Regions from separate parts of the Zea mays genome. Here region 1 is linked to region 2. Evidence: chromatin contacts called from public Hi-C data. All regions are on one chromosome and are shown on one strand. The core of a region is the stretch at or near the end of the contact, and the rest is flanking DNA. Distances in the headings are between cores, read along the strand shown. Region 1 holds the start of LOC100272647 (pollen-specific protein SF21). Region 2 holds the start of LOC100284121 (zinc transporter 4).

The links. A called contact is a pair of places that touch in the nucleus more often than the background predicts.
Region 1: a contact with region 2 is called in a Hi-C map of leaf, with 6 times the contacts expected there. The contact joins the promoter of LOC100272647 here to the promoter of LOC100284121 in region 2. A contact is called at or near these places in 3 of 25 Hi-C or Micro-C datasets (ear and leaf).

Annotation. Positions count from the first base shown.
Region 1 is chr6:143,557,554-143,562,435 of Zm-B73-REFERENCE-NAM-5.0, forward strand. LOC100272647 (pollen-specific protein SF21) reads left to right here and starts at 3,459. Exons shown (of 11, transcript NM_001147105.2): 1 at 3,459-3,750; 2 at 4,386-4,485; 3 at 4,585-4,682; 4 at 4,789-4,877. The coding sequence starts at 3,685.
Region 2 is chr6:143,197,293-143,202,543 of Zm-B73-REFERENCE-NAM-5.0, forward strand. LOC100284121 (zinc transporter 4) reads right to left here and starts at 3,634. Exons shown (of 4, transcript NM_001157018.2): 1 at 3,376-3,634; 2 at 2,635-3,287; 3 at 2,407-2,556; 4 at 1,196-1,742. The coding sequence starts at 3,430. The coding sequence ends at 1,437.

The DNA.
Region 1 (4,882 bases), core at 2,209-4,708, 360 kb after region 2:
CTTAGAAAATATCAGTAAGAATCGTAATTAGGCAAAAACCGTGTTGAATTTGACGCCATACAAACCGAACCCTATCTTGTACCCAGCTGGACACCAACCCATTACCCAACCCAATAATCTGGTAGATGTAGCACCACTCAGGACGGAGAGAGAGAGAGAGGAAAAAAAAAGACGCCTTAACAGTGACCTTCCTCACATAGTGCAAAAGTGTCGGACTTTTGCCAGCACCACTCGGAAACGTGAACAGCTTGTTTTTTCCGTTATCCATTAGGTCGAGACCAACAGAAAGACCATCACAAAAAGCAACACTGCTTCTCCACATTCGTATACCTTGGACATGTATATCCAAAACCAACGGAGGAAAGCGTCTTCGTATATCTTTTATATATTTATCCATCATCATATCGTCGAAACAGAAATAATTAATGAAATGATCGAGACATCCATGTACCTTTCCTGCTATGAATCCCAGTAGTGTGGTCCTATGTAAAGTACGCTTTATAACACATTTATTATTATTGCTTTGTTGATTTAGCTTCCAAAATTTTAGCATGTTTCCTGTGTCATCGTCTCCCATATTCTTACCAGTTCCATTAACTGTTAGCTTGAGCATTTCAGTCATCAGCTTTTCATGTCATCTACTCAAGTTCAAGACCTAGCTATATTCTCATTTTGTATGCAATGGAACAAAATCCAGCCTCTACTGTCTAGGATAGTACCCTTAATTTTTACAATGGGTTTTTCCCGATAGGACTCCTTGCCCATTGTAAGATTATTAGGTTCCACCAAAAATGTCTTTACCCATTGTAAGATTATTAGGACAACTTTGAACACCAAGTCATACCAAGAGTTTTAGATTTGTCTTTACCAAACCTCTTGTAAAAAAATACATTAAGTGATACAGTCACATTCGCCACAATTTCATACTTTTACCTCCTATAGTTCTATAAAGATTAGGATATGTCTTTCTAAGAGTTGTATCCTAACCAAATATCATCTTAAAATCTGACTTATTCCCCACTTTTTACTTTAAAGCATCCACCGTCTAGAAAATCTTCTTTAACTTTCAAATTGTTGGACCAAAAATCAGACTCGCCTATACAATGTTGTACTTGTGTTATACGTTTATTAGATAAACATTTCTTTCTTAGAAGAGTTTTGTATACTCCATCTTCATTTATGAGCTCAAGAAACCATTTACTCAATAGGCACCTATTTTGAATATATAGGTTTTCTATGCCTACTCCACCAGAATCATTCAGTATATAAAGAGTACTTTGTTTATCTAGTTGATATTTATTTTGTGTTCATCATATTTTTTTTAAAAAAAAAACAAGAACGATAAAAGTCAAGTTTGTATAGGATTTCTCTAGGGATCTCAAAAAAGATAGCATGAACATGGCTAAACAAGTTAGCATCGAGTTAATTTAGACAAGCCTCCGTACAACCATCAGTAACATGTCGTTCCATCTACTTAGTTTTTTTTCTAGAACTTCTCCTCAACCTTAATGGAAGACCAACCTTTGTTTGATAATTTCGTATGATTCATAGGTATGACTAGATAACGCAATGGAAGCCCACCTACTTTGCAACCAAATAGTTGTATGTTCACAATCCTTAGTTGCTCCATGATAAAACAACTTACTTTGGTATAAATTAATTTTTAGCCTAGACAATTGCTCAAAACGTAGTAAACAGTAGATTAAGGTGTTTAGCTTTAATCCTGTCTTTGTCGAGAAACAGGCTAGTATCATCGACATACTAGAGGATAGATAATCCATCCTATACCAATTCTGATTTTCCATTAGGCTTAGCTAAAAAAATCAAGGTTGCTGGAATATGATACGAGATAATGGATCACCTTGTTTTATACATTTATAGTTTGGAAGAAATTTTCTATATCACAATTGACTTTAATACTAACATTGACACCCTCATAATTTGATTGATCCAATTGCACCGTCTTGGCAAAAAAAAACTTTCATCCTCAAACACCATTTTATATTATCATAGTATTTCTCAAATCCTAGATTTAAGATTATCCCATCTAATTTTCACAATGTATGGTTTTAACCAGGATGACCACTCCTTCCAAAATATCCCTACCCTTTACAAAATCTGGTTGTGATGGTTGAATCACCTTTGGAGTCACTAGTGTTATTCGATTAGGCAAAACATTTGTGAAAATCTTGAAGCTGGCATTCAACAAACATATAGGTCTGAATTGCTAAATTTTTGTAGCTTACTTTCCCTTTGATAATAATATAATCATACCAAAGTTAAGTTAAAACTAAATAAGAGAACGTTTACCTTTATATAATTCATTAAAGATAGAGGCACGAGATAGAGTTTTATTAAATCCCAAAACACATGGCATAACTCGGGCAGGAACCTATGAGACTCAGAGACTCTAGAGCCTAATATTATGTTCCATTTGAAATAAGGCCTTTCAAACATTCTTTTCTGAAAACCCCAATGATAAGAGCTAGTTTGGAAACCTCAATTTTCTAAGGAATTTCTATTTTTCCATGAGAAAATGAACTAATTTTTCTTAGGCCCCGTTTGTTTCGTTGGAATTGAATTCCATTTTAATAATTATAATTTAGACAAAACTAATTAAGTTCATATATTTATATATGTAATATATTTATATATTATTCTAAATCATATGAGAGAGATAGTTATATACTAAATTTATGTTATAGCGGAGCAAGTAGAAGAGTGTGATATAAGTTGTACATCGGAAACATAGCATGTAAATCAATAGAATCAATTTTCATCTCTCACCCCATGAATTTGAGGTAGGCTTATATGATAACTTTGGAAAGTGGTGGAATGTCACATTCTAAAAAAAATAACATATTCCACTAGTAAGATTCCAATTCCTCAAAATGAAAGAAAACAAACAAGACCTTAGGAAAATAAAAAATCCCTCGGAAAATTATGGTTCCCAAACTAGCCCTAAGATGTCATTTTCTAACAGTGAAACATGTGCAATATCATCAATGAAGGACTCTGTAGTAAAAAAAATTTGTTGTTGTCTTGTTTCCCAAAGTGACATTTATGCCTAAAATATCGATGAGTAAACCAAACAGTTTTTCATATTACATATAAACCATCAGGCTATTTTGCTATTTTGTCACTCTCAATTTTGGCTGCATGTTATTATGTCATCCCGTGTCTATGACTGGTGGGACCGTCTGTGTCTATGATTTGTGGGTCCGATGACATATTGGCGAAGCCCACAAATGATAATGGCAAAATTGCCAATGGCTCTAAACCATCGCCTGACAGCAAACCAAGCAGCTCTACGCCACCGCGGAGAAAATACTGTTTCCCCACTATCCCCAGTGCGAGCGAGCCTGAGGACTCCCAGGCACCCAGGCCAGGTCTGACGGTCAGTGACAGCATGGCCCCAGAGGTAAGAGGAACGGCGACGTGAGCAAGTGCGGCCGCAACTAATCCAATCCCAAACAGTTGGGCCTCGGGGCCTGCTGGGTTAGGCGGCAGGGTACGACGACCCACCCGGTGAGTTTGACCCCTCGTCGGTTCGTCGGTGGCCAACCGAGCAGCCGAGCAGGAGCGCTAGCATGCGGCGCCGTATATATACAGGCGCCCACGCGCGGTGGCGGAGAGGCGGTATGAGCCGAAGAAGGACGGGTCCGGGGGGTCGCGGAAGGAGCAATGGCGGAATCAAGCGGCTCCGGTTCCGTGTCGGTGGACGTCGAGCGGATCTCCTTCGGCGGCAAGGTCCGACGACATGTGGCTCTTTTCGTGCTTCCGTTCCAGATGGAGATGCCTTTTCCGCTCTGGCTTTCAATTTTGGGCCGCGCGGTTCTGTTTTTTTTTTTTGTACTGGTTGATTTCAGTTAGTTTATTAGATGGCAATTGAACTGAGTTTGGTTTCTTTATGTGTTGTTGTGTAGAGTCTAGCCTTTTCATTCTGCTTAGAGAGATAGAGATCACTGGTTCGGTGAAACTCAATTTATTTATATAGTAATACGTTTTCGTCTGTCATGTCGTCAAACGCTTTCGCTTTTCGGTGATGATTTTTTTGTAACCCGAAAGTTTTGCTGTCTTTTTGTCTTCTCTGTCAACCACAGGTGCACAGAATTCTGCAATGTTCATTTCATTTTTATAGCTATGTGCTTGTGTTATACGATGAACATGCCGGAATTCTAATGTTTGTTCTTGAAACTGCTACCTGTATTTGGTCAATGTGTTCATCTGTTATTATGGGAGTCATCCGAAATCTGCCAAACTTTGTCTGTTCCACTTCCATGCTGTTCTCTCATTTTTTTTTCTGTTCTTCTTTTTGGCTTGGTGTGGTCAGTGCCGCTGAAATAGCTGCTAAAAGGTGACTACTTTTTCTTCTTCTTCCCCAGGATCATCTTGTGAGGACGAGATGTGGTTCTGTAACCGTTGCCGTGTACGGAGACGAGGACAAGCCAGCGCTTATAACGTACCCGGATGTAGCTCTGAACTGTAAGTGCTGTCGATCGAGGATTTTTTTTTTCTGATTCACTGATAACTGGCATGACTGAACATTGTTTATATCTCGCTGTTCCCAATTGGCTTGGGCAGACCTGTCCTGTTTCCAAGCATTTTTCTTCTGCCCGGAAGTGGCGTCTTTGCTGCTACACAACTTCTGTGTCTACCACATCAATCCCCAGGGACACGAGGTCAGTGATGCTGGTTCAATCCCTGTGACAAGGTGTGCTGCGTCTGTATTTCGAGTTGGTTACTTACATGATCTTTGCTGTGTGGCTTTTGTTAAGAGTCCTACAGATGGGAGCAGCTCCAATGTCGTCAGATGTGCCGGTGCCATCTGTTGATGATCTCGCTGATCAAGTCGCAGATGTGCTTGATTTCTTCAGGTACT
Region 2 (5,251 bases), core at 2,384-4,883:
TGTTATTACTTTTCTTAATTGGGTTGGTATTTACTTATACTTAGTAATTGCTAATAAAATTTTGACCAACTTTAAAAGCAATGCTCGGCTGTAACCATCCTCTTTGGTAAGCCTTACACTTCACGTGAGCTCCCACCTTTGGTGAGTTCATGCACATTATTCCCCACAACTTGTTGAGCGATGAACGTATGTGAGCTCACTCTTGCTGTCTCACACCCCCCCACAGGTCAAGAACAGGTACCACATGATGAGGCGCATGGAGGATGCTGTGACGAGTTCGTGAGAGATCTAGGCCGTCGTCTCCCAGTCAACTTTGGGTTGCTGGACCGTTGTCTCCTTATAATGTAATTATTTATTTTGTATAGAACTCCTATTATATAGTAAAGTTGTGACATTCGATCTTGTGCCATGATTCATCATATGTGTGAGACTTGGTCCCAGCACACCTGGTGATTATGTTCGCGCCCGGGCTTTGGACCCCTAAAATCCGGGTGTGACAGCAACCCTATAATCTTACCCCTCACGGGGGCAAGATCTAGTTGTCCATTCAAGATACTATACCTCGATTGTTTTACCTTTAAACGACTCTACGTCGTCTAGGGCGCTTTGGGTGGCATGCTGACTCAGAGCCTCGTAAGAAGGAAGAGGACCCTGCGCCATCGCGGATCGTTCGACCCAGGCACGGACTGTTCGCAACGAAGGGAAGGAGCCACCACTGTAGCGAGGTCACGGACCATACGATCCAAGGCTGCGCACTGTCCGTGCCGCCGCAGAGGGCACCGTCAGGCGGTACCCTCATTGATTAGCGCCCATATCGACGTCAACAACTATATTCATGGTTTAAAGGCTCAGAGTTATATCATTCATTCTCTTATCAATTTATTATATTGAAAAAAAATCGATCTATGGTCTCATAGTTATACATGTCCAAATGTGCTAATTGTTAGCACGTACTCGGTACTTAGCAAGTCGGATTGGATACTCATGCAGCCAATTTCAGCCGCTCACTGTTAGGTCTAATGGGGTTCAATCAGGCCCTAAATGAGCCCAAACCATTTGCTGCAGATCAAATCAACGTTGTCAATATTTCATATTTGACAGAAGACTACCCAACCATTACACTTTGCAGATACTGAAATGCCAAGACCAGCCACACCCACAATTGACACAACCATTACAGCAGTGCATGCAGTCATTCAGCGGCAGTCAAACATATCATTGCTTGCTCATCGCTTAAAGAAACCACATAGTTCACCCTTGAGTACATCAGCGGTGTTTTTTTCATGCCCTTGAAAAACAGTGCATGTTATCCTATGATGATCCCGAAGGAAGCTACCATACAACAAGATACTACACATTAAAACTGTACATATACCCCAGAAATTTTATATGGACACTGCTTCACCTTTTATCTGATATTTAATCAAGGTCATGTCTCAAGCCCATATTGCAAGTGATGACATAGAGAGCGCACCGAGGAACAATGCGATGTATGCCATCACTTGCTGTCGCAGGGTCCCTGTCATCTTTCCACCCAAGAAATCTACAGCAATGAGATCCACTAGTGACATGTATATGAGAATGCCAGCAGATACCGAGTCAAGAATGCCCTCGACCACAAGGGCCCTTGGGCTATTGGGATTGTAGAATGTGGTCATGCCTGCCCCAGCAGCTATTCCTGCCGGTGTTGTGATGGCGAAGAAAGATGCCATTAGAACTGCTGAAAGGTTCTTGAATTGTGCCTGTTGGGAGAAATGTGGTAGTGTCTCCATTAGTAATTGAAGTAAGAAAAGGAAGCAGCACAGTAGAAGAAGTGAAGGAAAAAAGAAATTAAAGGAAAAAAAAGGGAAGACAAAGTAACTAAGTAGTAATGCATAGACATCACCATGTATTTTTTTTTCTGGGACCATTCAGTGCTGAAGCAATCTAATCAGTAAATGGACATCCAACCTAATTGTCATAACTCCGCAATACTTTTCATGAAGTACTAAAATTTTCGGCTGGCGGGTATTCACAAAGTACTAGACAACCATAGTTTATTTTAGAAGTTAAATCGAAGGTGGCCATTTACATGGATAAACAGGCATAAATTGGGAGAGAGAAATATATTCCAACAATGTACAATGCTCAGTTATATTATTGAAGCCAAATGTTTGAATCCTGAACTTTCAAGGATGGGTCCATGTTCTTAAAGGCCGATTGCCCAACCATCAAATTGATAAAGGAGCAAGCCTCACATGAAAGTAATGTACTTACAGTACAGTGTGCAGAGTATCAAGAAAATCAAGAATTTCAACAGTATGTGCAAAATTATACAGCAGGCTGCTATTAAAACATGGCAAATCAATTGTTGATCAAGTCATGAGAACGGATCAGCTCTCAACCGCAGTTGACTGCAATTCTCACCTGAGCAATGCACCCACCTAGTGCAAACCCCTCGAAGAACTGGTGGAATGCAAGTGCTGCGACAAGTGGCCTGATTGTGCATGGGCTCCGCGACACTCCCAGTGACAATCCGATGATCACAGAGTGTGACACAATCCCCATCTCCAGTATCTGCAACCAAGGCACTGGTTATCACAGCGTGCACGATGAAACACCAAAGCATCCCAAATGAATCGATCAAACAAGCACCTGTGACACGACAATGGAGCGCACATGTGCCGACACCTCCGCCTCGCTACCCTCTACCTGCACCGGCTCATGCACATGGCTGTGGCTGTGGCTGTGACCGTGTCCATGGCAGTGCGTTTGCAACAGCGGGGCCTTGCGCTCGTCCTCATCGACGGTGACCACCGTGATGTCCTCGTCGCTCCCAGAGGAGGTCGCAACCAGTGCGGCGGCCGCCGCCGCCTTGACGCGCGCGGCCTCGTCGCGATGCTTGGCCTCGTAGAACCTGGTGGCAAGGAAGTCGAGCACCAGCGTGGCTAGCGCAGCGGCCATGGCGACGAACCCGGGCACTGGGAACCGTCGCCACGGCGCGGCGGGGAGGCACGGGCTGGACAGCGCGTGCTCGGCGTCGTGAAGCATGTGGACGAACCCCGTGGCCAGGATGACCCCGGCGGCGAACGCCTTGGCCGCCAGGAACGCGGCGCTGTCCGTGCGCAGCGCGCGCCGCTTCCGCCCCGCGAGCGGCAGGACCACCCCGAGCACCCCGGCCACCAGTATCGCCGCCATGGCCACCTTCTTGAGCCGCAGCGCCGCGGCGTCGTCACGGCACCCCGCCCCCTCCGCCTTCTGCACCTCGTCCGCGCAGCTCACGGCCGAGAGCGACGCCGCCATAAGCTCTGCGCACGCACCACATCAGGCCGTCAATCTCAACGCTGGACGGCGCAAGGACCGAAGAAAAGCTCGAAAAGCAACCGAATTGCGTACCATTACTGCTGGTCAAGAACTGGCCGACGTGCCGGCGGAGGCCGGCGAGAACCATGGCCAGAGACGGCGAATCCGATCCTGCAAGCGATAGGACGGACAACAAAATCTTGGAGAAATCGGTTCTTCAGGCGGCCACTTTTCCGATGCCGTGGATTCCTAGCTCCCGTCGCACGCAAAGGCACGCCCAAGCCAGTGGACAAGGAGAGGAGATTGAGAGAGGTTGAAGTCGCAGGGGAAAGAGCGGAAAAGAGAGGGGATGTCGTCATGGTGGTGCGAGTGCACTGTGCACCCAACATCGAAATGGTGCGTCCGCGACATCGACCGCCACCGCGGCACCCAGGTGGTTTACGCCTGGGAGTCACTGACATGTGGGATCAGGAAGGCTTGTGACGGTCATGGCCGTGCCGTGTCAATGAGCGAGGAGGAAAGTCAGCCGTCGATCTGTTCTATGAACGGTGTAGATGCTGTCTCCATGTCGTTAGCATTTGGATGCGGGACCTCGCGGCCGTATCCGCATAACTAACTGGACCCCACGTACGGAGAAGCTTGTGCGGTGCTTTTCTCGGGTATATGTCTGATCTGTGGGACCCAGGTAAGCGGGGCCCTATTGATAGGGACTATGGTGGCAGATAAGTGTTAGCGGTGGAGGTCACGTGGTGAAGGCGTGCATTGAGTTGTGGGGGCGTGGCCAAACCATGTCGACATAGTGACGAAGTGTCGTGGGGCCCACGCGGAGGCGCTACGAGGTCCCCCGGGTCGCCAGATTCCTGGTTGCTCACCATTTGCCCATGGTATTTAGCACGAATTAAGTCAATTTATGGCCCTCTTTAGTATAGCTTAAGATCCATAAAATTTGGTGAAGTCGATAAAGTAGATTATTAGGTGCTCTAAAAAATCGTAGAGCTGAAGTTGTAAGTCATTAAAAGACATTTAGATAAATCATTTCGTTCACCATTTAGATTAAAAATATTTTTAAAACTATTTGAATTAATATTATAAATTACAGCTCCACACTGGAGATGGAACCTAGAGCCATCCCAAACACCCTCTATGACACTTTAGATGTGTCCACCAGTTCAGTCATATGGTCATATACAATGTATTGTTGGTAGGGTAAACTTTGAATATTGGTATGTGTATGGATAACCGCTAAAGATAATCTTAGGTAGAGCTTGTGAGGCGTACTTCATCAACTCCAATTCGATGAACTTGTGAAAATTGTATACCACTTCTTGACTGTCACATCCAATTTTAAAGACAAACTCGAATGTCCATTACAAATGTAATCAGATTAAGGATCACATGTATAGCGACGTTATACAATGGATTATATCAACACAGTGCTTTATTAATAACGAAACAAAATATTTATTGCACGACCACGATATTATTTCAATCCACCAGTAAACGCTCCACAGACCACTAGTTGATCACAAGCCTAGATCTTGCCATAGTCATGTAACTCTTGGGCATAGGACACTCGTTATCCTTCATCTCGACAAGGAATACATAGGGTGGAGTGGATAAAGACAAGAGTGAGTACTTTCAAACTCAGCAAGTATCTCATTTTAGATAAAAGTGGACTGGCTATATGGTGGACTAGCTAGAGCAGTTGCTTTGGTCAAGTTTTATTTGCACTTATAAAGCGTACGAATCCCTCTTCGTAAAACATTTATCATGTAAAACTTCATTACAACACAATAACTTCAATGTTCACTGCATCCCACAGTGAACCATTCACCAAGTCTTATGGTAAAATGTTACAGTAAAGTAACCCTAGAAAACACGTTCATTGCATCCCACAATAAACCATCCATTAATTCTCATGGTGAACATTTTATCACGAGCATCAGCCCCTCGGTGTTTTGAATTTGTA